Linked DNA regions of Ovis aries: regions 1 and 2 are each linked to region 3. A link is a contact called in public Hi-C data. All regions are on one chromosome and are shown on one strand. Each heading gives the region's core, a stretch centred on a gene start, on an enhancer-like site or on the middle of the called end of the contact. The rest is flanking DNA. Distances are from core to core; before and after follow the strand shown.

Evidence for each region. A called contact is a pair of places that touch in the nucleus more often than the background predicts.
Region 1: a Hi-C map of muscle shows a contact between it and region 3, with 7 times the contacts expected there. The contact joins the enhancer-like site here to the promoter of NR3C1 in region 3. A contact is called at or near these places in 8 of 16 Hi-C or Micro-C datasets (blood, muscle, omental adipose tissue and 3 more).
Region 2: a contact with region 3 is called in a Hi-C map of muscle, with 8 times the contacts expected there. The contact joins the enhancer-like site here to the promoter of NR3C1 in region 3. A contact is called at or near these places in 4 of 16 Hi-C or Micro-C datasets (hypothalamus, muscle, omental adipose tissue and 1 more).

What each region holds. Positions count from the first base shown.
Region 1 is chr5:51,631,136-51,634,596 of ARS-UI_Ramb_v3.0, reverse strand. The region is part of intron 10 of ARHGAP26 (Rho GTPase activating protein 26); the gene reads right to left. Among named protein-coding and RNA genes, the nearest start is that of ARHGAP26, 170 kb to the right of the region's middle. Within about 2 kb of position 1,851, at least 9 of the 54 cell types and tissues checked have an H3K27ac peak or open chromatin away from gene starts, as enhancers often do.
Region 2 is chr5:51,711,526-51,714,990 of ARS-UI_Ramb_v3.0, reverse strand. The region is part of intron 11 of ARHGAP26 (Rho GTPase activating protein 26); the gene reads right to left. Among named protein-coding and RNA genes, the nearest start is that of ARHGAP26, 250 kb to the right of the region's middle. Within about 2 kb of position 1,675, at least 6 of the 54 cell types and tissues checked have an H3K27ac peak or open chromatin away from gene starts, as enhancers often do.
Region 3 is chr5:52,116,467-52,120,022 of ARS-UI_Ramb_v3.0, reverse strand. NR3C1 (nuclear receptor subfamily 3 group C member 1) reads left to right here and starts at 1,790. Exons shown (of 8, transcript NM_001114186.1): 1 at 1,790-2,988. The coding sequence starts at 1,790.

The DNA.
Region 1 (3,461 bases), core at 602-3,101, 490 kb after region 3:
AACTGGTAGGCAACAGCAAAGCCTCAACTTGAAAACCCCGTCTGCCTGACTCTAAAGCAAGGCCCATACATTAAGCACAACACTGTACTGCCCCCACCCCAAGCAGGGAGTATCTGTGCCCCGGGATCCAAGGTGACCATTTCCTTAGGAGGACGGAGGGAAGGGGGAGAAGGCACTTCTTTCTCTCTCTCTCTCTGGAGAAAGGAAACGGGAGAAGGAGGAAAGGACTTCCTCTACACACACCCCCACCCCCACATACACAAATACACATACAGCCCTTGAGAAATTTTCGGAAGCAGGCTTCTAATCAATTATTTAGAAAGGATATGATCCTAATGAGTGAATGAATCATAACCTACTATAGCCTATAGCACTGAGCTCCTGGGAGGAGAAGTCCTAAAATAATCAGGACCATAGCAAAGATAACAGTCTAAAGAGGAATACTGCCAATCGCTTCATATAATTTCCTTACATTTTTACTTTAAAGGAGAATGAAGTCATGAAACATCAGGAAGCCCAGACAAAGACATCTTTGGTGCAGTAAGTTACATGGTCTTTAATGAAACATACTGACTGAGCACCAGCTATACGCCATAGGCACCAAGGACCGAAGAATAAGCAGATTTCAACACACACCACCAGAAGAAAGCATTGCCAGGACGAATAACCCTCAGGGGGAATGCAAATGTTATTTTGATAACAACCTATGAGAAAATATTCTAATTCTAAAAATCTTCTAGGTCATTTATCAATCCTTCTTAGTATTCTGTCTCATGATGAACAGACACGCAGGTAAGTGGAATTTACATACTGAATTATCTCCTTTCTTCAGATTCATATACTAGCAAAATTTTGGTTTTGATTTTTAAAAACTAAACTCATTTTATACTTAGAAATTAGCAAATAAAATGGTATATTCAATCAATAAAACTCCAAATTTCACCATGTAGACTAAAGAACAGAAACAGGATTAAGTAATAGAAATAAAATAAGTACGGTTGCCTTGTTTCACACCACAGTTCATTAACCAGCACATCCCACTCTTACTTAAACCAGAATCAAACAGCAAATACTCTCTCATTTAACTTTTTAAAAAGGAAAAGAAAATTTAAAAAAAAACCCAGCAATTTAAAAAATACAAGACGTCTAAAGATTCTAAGAACTTCTAAACTAGCTTATTTTATGGAACAGTCAAGGAGCAATTCAGAAAGTACAATATTTCTCCCCACTCTACCCCCACCCAAATCATGGAAGTCAGAGGAGGAGAACACCCTCTGAGGAAGGAAAAAGCCATTTCCTCCCCGAAATGTCAACGGCATTGAGACCAGCACTGTAACCAACCAGCAGGAAGGCAAAATCAAATATTATTTCAAACAAGGGGTGAGAAGGGGAGGGGAGGGGAAGTTTGAAACCAGGAAAAATGGATTCATCTGCTGCAGAAGATAAAGGCAGACTGCACCAAAAGGGAAAGGCAGAAATGCCTGGTTCTCAGCATACACTGGACAGTCCCAATCACTCATCTGTTTTTATCACCAGCCTCGAATAAGCCGTCCCTGAAGCAAAGAGCCTGACACATGAATTCAGAAAGTAAGGTAAAATGCAATGTTTAAACAGAGGCTGCACTAACTGAGCATGCTTGCTTCTGCAGCAAAGTGGGTATGAAGTGATCCATCATAGAAAGGTGGGAAAGAAGGAATTTCTAGGGAAAGAATGAGTCATTTAGAATGCCTTTCCTTTAAGAGGTAATATTCACATGATGGCTTCTTCTACAGAAACACACGTCACACACACACCACTGACTACTAAATGTCAGTGTAGAAAGGACAGCTAATTTTCCACTGGACCAGCTAACAGTTATAATACGTATACAACACTGCCATCTAGAGGCTGAGCACTGAAACAAAGTCTGTTACATAAGATGATCCTTTTTAGAAAACACAGGCTTACACTCGCAAATCACAAAGACACACAAACAAACGCACGCGCACACACACCACATTCCCAACTAGAAGAGTATTATTTTAAGTTAAAAGTAGCATGGTATGGTTTCTTTTTGAGAGCATAAATTGGAAGGAGGGGCTTAAACCTTTTATCCTGTATAGGAAATATATATAAATAATAGATTATAGTAATAGATTACTATAAATAATATCTATAAATAATAGATTATAGATTATATATAATAGATTATAGTAATTCAGTTTGAAAACAGATTCTTCCTCCTGTACACATATAACCTTAAAGTACCTGTATTCACTCTCAACTTATAGATGACTGGAAAAGTCACAACACTAGGAAAAAGGTGTGCCATCAAAATGAAACAGGTTCAAAGAAATACCTTCCAACACTAAAGTACACTGTAAGAACAATGAAGTCCCAAGTTTTAGGATAGAGAGCAAACTTCAAAGAAAGAAACTCTTCCAACAGTGAACTACATCAGGGAAGAATATTACAGTATTCCATTTTCAAAATAATCTTGCAAGGTAGGTATGATTAAAGTGGTTAATCTACCAGTCCAGACTCACACAGCCAGTAAGAGGCAGATCCCAAGTTCAAACTGAGGGCTGCTTTGACCTTTTACGTGCATCATGCAGCCTTCTATAAACATATACTAAGGGTGGTGACTCATTAGAAGGTTGGGGTAGATTATTCAGATCTTCCATTAATCTTTCTAGCTGTCACTATTCGTTCTTTAACCAACTTCCCATTCTTCTGGTTTTTTGTCCTACCAATGCAGAAATGGAGATTACGTTTAAACTTGCCCAAGCTTCAGTTTAAATATCAACTAACATGATTCAGTTCCCATAATCTTACATAGTAATTCACCAAAGTCCCAGAGGAAAGAACAAAATAATCTAACTCGGAAAAGCATTACTATAAAAAACAAAACTGAACTACAAGCACACAGTACTGTACTAAAAGCTGAATGAAGTAATGTTATTCTGCCTCTGGGAGCAAATTACCTGAGACAGATAGTTAGAATTGAACAGAGTTATATAAAACATAACTAACTGAACAACTAACCAATACAAAGGAAAGCCTGTACAATGTGCAGATACCTAGTACCTGGTGGGACATGAGGATAGAGTTCACAGTGGGTGTGACATGCCAGGCTAGGACTGGTTCACAGGAAAGCTGTCTCTCTTGACCTATTCACGGAAAGCTCACAGGAAGAGGACTGTGAATGTGGTTTGCAAGAAAAATCAGATGATGACTCTTAAGAAGGAAAGTCGAATAGATTCATACTGCTTCATTAAACTTTGTTATCTCCATGGTCAGTAGAGTCTCCGGCAGTTAGTTATGGCTAATAAACGAGGAGGGGGAAGGGGAGAACAGAGGAAATGAAAACTCAAAGCATTCTAATTATGCCATCAGTCTCTATAAGACTGGAAGGGTGAAATCCCCCTGTGAGTTATGCCTTCCTCATAGCATTTTGATCCACCAAGTTTGCTGAACTCTCA
Region 2 (3,465 bases), core at 426-2,925, 400 kb after region 3:
TCACTTCATTCCTCCCAATAAATTCACACATTCTATTCCAGAGAATCCTGCTCCTGTTTCTAACTGGCAAAATCCAGAAGGAATAGCAAAACAAAACAAAACAGGGCTTTCAGCCCTCCTTAATTAGGAGGTGAATTTGCACCAAATTACTTTCCTTTAAATGTCTCCTAGAGCTCAGGAGGCCCCTGCCTAGAACACTGAGGTATTCCCCAAACTGCAGAGGCGTGATCAATGAGCCAAAGGTGCCAGGAACATGTGCCGCCCGGTACTCTGAGGGCAGGCCATTAATCTCTGTCTGGTTTGAGTAAATGAGCCAAAGAGAATGAGTTTGAAATGAAGCTAACAAACCATGCCTGCCAGAACGGTATGACTACATGGCCCAACAAGGAAGGCCCGGGTAAGGAAGCAGCCTCATCATCACACAGGCTGGATGGTGGTATGGGAACAGTGCTAAGTGGAAATGGCTTTGTTCACTGGCACTCACCAAGTGCCATGCATGACATTATCAAATCTTTTTAACCACCTTGTGAATTAGCCACTAGTGTTGTTTGCATCTTATGGATGTGGAACTGGAGGCCAGAGAGGTTACATAGTTTATCCAAGGACAGAGAGCTGGAAGGTGGCATACTGGTCTATCTTGCTGCTGCAGCAAAGTTCCAATTGTCCTTTACTTTTCTAGGTAGTGGCAAATGCACACAACTACCAAGCTCTACTAGTAGTCTCTGGTGTATAAATACCTTCCATTCTGGCAGAAGCAAAGGGCATGCAATTCACCCCTTCAGAAATGCTCAGTCTGTTCTGGGAAAACCGTGAGATCTCATAGTTGCCCACTAATGCCAGACTGAGGTTCAGAGACAAGGGCAATTTGTTATCTCTGAGTTTGTATGGTTTCAAGTAAGTCTTTAAGAGACTATGTCTTAAAAGGATAGAATTCAATTCTCCAGGACCAATTCATGGTGACATGAGTCACTCAACAATTCCTGAGTTATGACTCCAAGGAAGAATGAATCACTCAACACACAAACACAACAACCCAACTGAAGCTAAAGTCCATCCACCCTGCTTAGCCAGAGTGCCTAAAACCTGGCCCCATAATCAAGTCTCTTTCGGTTCTCTGGCTTTCTATAGTGCTTTCATTCAGGGATGCACCAGTTTCAGCTGAACTCTGTACATGCTGCTGCTGCTGCTGCTAAGTTGCTTCAGTCCAACTCCGTGCGACCCCATAGATGGCAGCCCACCAGGCTCCCCTGTCCCTGGGATTCTCCAGGCAAGAACACTGGAGCGGGCTGCCATTTCCTTCTCTAATGTATGAAAGTGAAAAGTGAAAGTGAAGTCACTCAGTCGTGTCTGACTCTTCGCAACCCCATAGACTGCAGCCCACCAGGCTCCTCTGTCCATGGGCTCTTCCAGGCAAGAGTACTAGAGTGGGGTGTCATTGCCTTTTTCCTGTACATGAGGGTTTGTTAAATATCCATACCGCTGAATATTTTTTTTCAAGTGTACACTTCTAGAGAATACAAACTACAGATTTACTTTATGTTATGAGGGTCCACCTGAGACTCATTATAAAATAATTACAATAGCAATAATGGATTTAATACAAAGGATGATGATAAAAGACTTATCACGTGTCAGACACCACTCTGAGCACTCTAAAATGCATTATCTTGTTTAGTCCTCACACCAACCTAATTATTCCTGACATATAGATGAGAAAACTGAGGCATTAGAGAGGTTAGGTCATCTGCTCAAGGTTAGGCACCTGGAATTGGGCAGAATCCAGACAGAACTCCTACAGTCTGTCTCCAAATCCCAAACTCTTCATAACTAACCATGTGATACCTAAGACATGATGATGATGACGATAAAGGTGATAAGATGTCATGGGGAGCCAGGGAAGGTGAGTCACTGGCATAAAGAATTTGCCATGAGTCAGAAAATGAAATTGGGAATTGCCTTTTGATTCTAGCCTGAAGCATTTACCACTAACCCATGTGACCAGCTGACATCTAACCCAGAAGTAAAACTTCATATTCTTTGAACCTCAGGGCTCAATTCTGAAGATAAACACCAGACAGGAAAGTAGGTCTTTGATACAAATCACAGGATACTGCAGTTCTGTGAGACCTCACCCAGAAGCTACAACGGGAATACAATTTAATTAAATCAAAGGAGGGTGAGGAAAGCCTTCATATGCTCCTATTGCATTAAGACGTGATTTTGCAATCAGTTCTGTTCACTGATGAGCCAATTCAATTTACGTGTCCCTAGAGAATTAAGAGAACAGCGTTATTTCGGTTCCCAGAATTTTTTCACAGCTGTCCTTTATCACCATTATCCAGGCCTTACCAAGAAAGCACAGAAATTTTTTAACTTATAAATTAAAGGCATAAGTAAAGCAAGAATTAGACAAAGCAATCTCACTTTTCCCTCTGACACACAGCTGCATTAACACTTGGCCATATCACATTTTGGATCAAAATCTGCACAAAAGGAAAGTGCTGGAGAAACAGGTTCATGGACAAATTCACTTACAACTGCTGTTCCTGTCTCAGCTGCATGTGAATTCACATTTAAGCTTTGTCATTCTCAGGTCTCTTCCAAGTAGCTTGGACCACCTAAGCCCCTCCCACCAGGTGGTTCCTCTTACAGGTCCATATGGAGAAATACAAAACAGAACTACCTGCCCATACTCCCAAACATTGCCCACGCTGGCTCTACACCATCAGAGACAATTTTTGTTGCTCCTCTCTTGTGACACAATGGACCTACCATCACTAGGGCTTGCTCTTTTCAACTGTCAGGGGTGACAGATTTATGCTCATATGCTGCTTAGGTTCGAAGTCCAGCTCTACCAGTTACCAGCTATAGAGTTCAGTCACTTCACATCTCTAAACCTCAGTCTTACCTAGTCTAAAAGAGGGATATTAATATTCCCTACCTCTTAGGGTCATTGTGAAAATTAAGTAAGACAATAGATAGAAAACATTTAACATGGAGGATAGAATACAAATTCTATGGCCCATAGAGCTTTCTGTAAAGATGGTCTTTCATCACCATCAATGCCCCTCCCCTTTCCTTCTCTTCAGACTTATCCTCTATGGGATAAAAGGCTAAGCACAGGTCTGTGGTTTGAGGGACACAGCGACAGCGACCTCATTAGCCACGCAATTTAACCAAATGAAACTAATTAAAGGACTAAAGGAAAGGAGACCATCTAAAGTCAACTTGCAGAGCAATAGTTGTCAATGTTTTTTAAAACAACAGTTAAACATAAAAGTAACTACTCACCACACTTTTTCACCACCAGTTATGTGCCAGATACCACACCCAGCATTTACATGAATTATTTTATTTCATCCTCAAGCTTATGGGGTACTCCTACTTCCTCCACTTTATACCATCATGTAGATTAAATAAGTTTCCAAACGTTACAAAAGCCAACAAGTGGGAGAGTGTTTTGGT
Region 3 (3,556 bases), core at 541-3,040:
CTTCGGCCGGGGCTGGCGTTATCTGGTGGAAGTGGGCGTGTCGGAGAAAGAACTCAACAGGTCTGGACACATTTCTCTCTTAACCTCGCACTTTTTCCCCCTCTCCCCTCCCTCGGCCCCGGGTTTGTTCTCTAGCGCTTGACATCACTTCGCGCCTGAAGCTTTGAAGTAGCCCCTTTTAGAAAAAAGACCCTCCCTAATCATTATAGTTTTGTGGTGCAATTTTTGACAAGCGCTAGTCTGACGTTTTGAGATTGCAGACCTGACAGTTGCAACCAGGTAATGCCGCTTAAGACCCCTTGGCATGGTTCGTTAACGCCGATTACTGTGACAGGGTTATTTGCAACTTAAACGGGGGGATAAAGTCGTTTGAGGTATCTTTTCGTTTTATGAAGTTTTGTTTTGGTTTCGAGTTTGAAGGCAGCTGTCAAAGCGGCTTGGAAATTCATTAGGCTCCTTGTGATACCTTATGTTTAGAGATCTTTATCAGATAAATACAGCAGAGGGGCGGGGAGAAAAGCAGTTTACCCTTGAGGTTTCTAGAGGCGGGTACCTACCACTGTCTACCTTCATCACATTCCACTTTTAGAGAGGACCAGTGAAGTTTGAGCACCTCAAAGTCTCCGTACAGGAAAAGTTTTCTTTCTTTGAACGAGATTTGACTATAATGTCGCAAATAATGCTTATCAAAGACTCTGCCTGCCTCTTAAAACATCTTGATTGTCAATAACCTGTCAACCTAACGCTCTTGAAAGAAGGCTCAGAATTAGAATAGGTGAAGCTTTAGAATTCGGAGCAAATTGTTCTGAGCATTTTACTTCGATTTATATAAATGTGATTTTACAGGTCTGGGGTGTTTTTTTTTTCTTTGTTTTTTCAATACTTAGATATTCAGAAAGGAAAACATTTAATTTCGAGATTGTAATAGTATTTCATACTGAGGTCTTAAGCAGTTTAAAAACATGTTTCATCTAGATTATGTTGTGTTGTAAGGGTTTGAGAGAGCTATAGTTCTTGTACAGTATTTAAATAAGATAAAATTGTAGTGTGAAGCTACTACACATTCTATTCTACTTTTTTAAATCTAAATTTTGATTAGCCAGTGCCTTTCATTTCATACATCCAAAATTTGAAGGCAGGCACTATTAGGCACATTCAGTAGGAAATACGGGTTAAAATAAGAGCCTTTTCCTACTTTGTTGGAGAATGAGCAGACCATCATTGTTTATTTTTCAAATAAAATACATGGTTCACCAGTAGGTTGTACTAAACCGTGTGGATGTGTGACCAGCCAGTAGGAGGGGAATTGGGGAGTAATTAGAAACAATTCTAGCATAGTTTATCAAATTTTACGTTTATTGGTTCTCAGAAAAGCCGATAACCTTGATTAGTTGAAAAGAAATGATCATACTTCTTTTTAAAATTAAATACTTTGACATCAGCTGGAACTTTAGAATAATCAGATGTCATGAATTATAATGTCTCTGATTAACAAAGTTACCAGTTTGTGAGTGGCAGGATGAATACCCAGGCTTAGTTTGATACAATTTTGTTCAGAGCTGTGCAAATGGACTGCATTGTACTTTTAAATGTGATGCACTGAATGGGAGCAGGAGCCTCTGCTTTTGTATTCTGGAAGACAAAATCTATCTATTCTTTTGATGACAAGGAATTAGATCCGGTGTTAACTAAAAGGTTCATTTAACAGGCTCTTACTAATCGGATCACAGAGATAATGTGATTTTGTAGCTTATTATGTCCCCTTCTTTCTTGTAGCTGATACTCACTGATGGACCCCAAGGAGTCATTAAGCACCCCCAGTAGAGAAGAAATCCCCAGCAGTGTGCTTGGTCGAGAGAGGGGAAATGTGATGGACTTCTATAAAACCCTAAGGGGAGGAGCTACTGTGAAGGTTTCTGCATCTTCTCCCTCACTGGCTGCTGCTTCTCAGTCAGACTCCAAGCAGCAAAGACTTCTGGTTGATTTTCCAAAAGGCTCAGGAAGCAATGCGCAGCAGCCAGATCTGTCCAAGGCAGTTTCACTGTCAATGGGACTGTACATGGGAGAGACAGAGACAAAAGTGATGGGAAATGACCTGGGATTCCCACAGCAGGGCCAAATCAGCCTTTCCTCTGGGGAAACAGACTTTCGGCTTCTGGAAGAAAGCATCGCAAACCTCAGTAGGTCAACCAGTGTTCCAGAAAAGCCCAAGAATTCTGCATCCGCTGCTGTCTCTGCTGCCCCCACAGAGAAGGAGTTTCCAAAAACTCACTCTGATGTGTCTTCAGAACAGCAGAATTTGAAAGGCCAGAAGGGCAGTAACGGGGGTAGTATGAAGTTGCATACCACAGACCAAAGCACCTTTGACATTTGGAGGAAAAAGCTCCAGGATTTGGAGTTTTCTTCTGAGTCCCCAAGTAAAGAGACAAGTGACAGTCCTTGGAGATCAGACATCTTGATAGATGAAAACTGTTTGCTTTCTCCTTTGGCAGGAGAGGATGATTCATTCCTTCTGGAAGGAAGCTCGAATGAGGACTGTAAGCCTCTTCTTTTACCGGACGCTAAGCCTAAAATTAAAGATAATGGAGATTTGATCTTACCAAGTCCTAACAGTGTGCCACTGCCCCAAGTGAAAACAGAAAAAGAAGATTTTATCGAACTCTGCACCCCTGGGGTAATTAAGCAGGAGAAACTGGGCCCAGTTTATTGTCAGGCCAGCTTTCCTGGGGCCAACATAATTGGCAATAAAATGTCTGCCATTTCTGTTCATGGTGTGAGTACCTCTGGGGGACAGATGTACCACTACGACATGAACACAGCATCCCTTTCTCAACAGCAGGATCAGAAACCTATTTTTAATGTCATTCCACCAATTCCTGTTGGTTCAGAAAATTGGAATAGATGCCAGGGGTCTGGAGATGACAGCTTGACTTCCTTGGGGACTTTGAACTTCTCTGGTCGATCTGTTTTTTCTAACGGCTATTCAAGGTAAGATTAACGCTTTCTGTTTCTTGAAAATGGTATGTTTAAGATCCACTGATAGATTTAAACATTTATTTGAACATATTCGACCACAAGTCAAGTGCTTTTTCATGTGAAAAAGTTTAAGTGGTCTTTTGAAAGTAGGCTTGGTAGACAAACTACGTGATGTATCTACACAAAACCCTTTCAAGTTTTGTGTTTGCTTTTTCCAAAATAGTGGTATTTGGTATCCCATTGGGCAGTGATTGGAAATTTTATGTAAAAACTTAAAATAATATTGCTCATTAACAGATAAATTTAGTAAAAGTGATGTAAATTCAGAGGGGGATAATGTGTGGAAACATTTATTGTGCATATTTTTAAGTTGTCCTAAAATATGCTCTTACATTACAATGTATTTGTATATCTGTGAAGTGTTAGCCTGGGGAAAATTAGAAGTACTGACAATGAACCCTTTTCTTCAAACTGTGAACCTTCCTGTTGAAGAAACAGTTCTGAGATTACTAAAGCAGTGCAGTGGACAGTTTACCTGACCCGAGTATTAGATGTGGGACAGAGTTCCTGACCCAGGGCA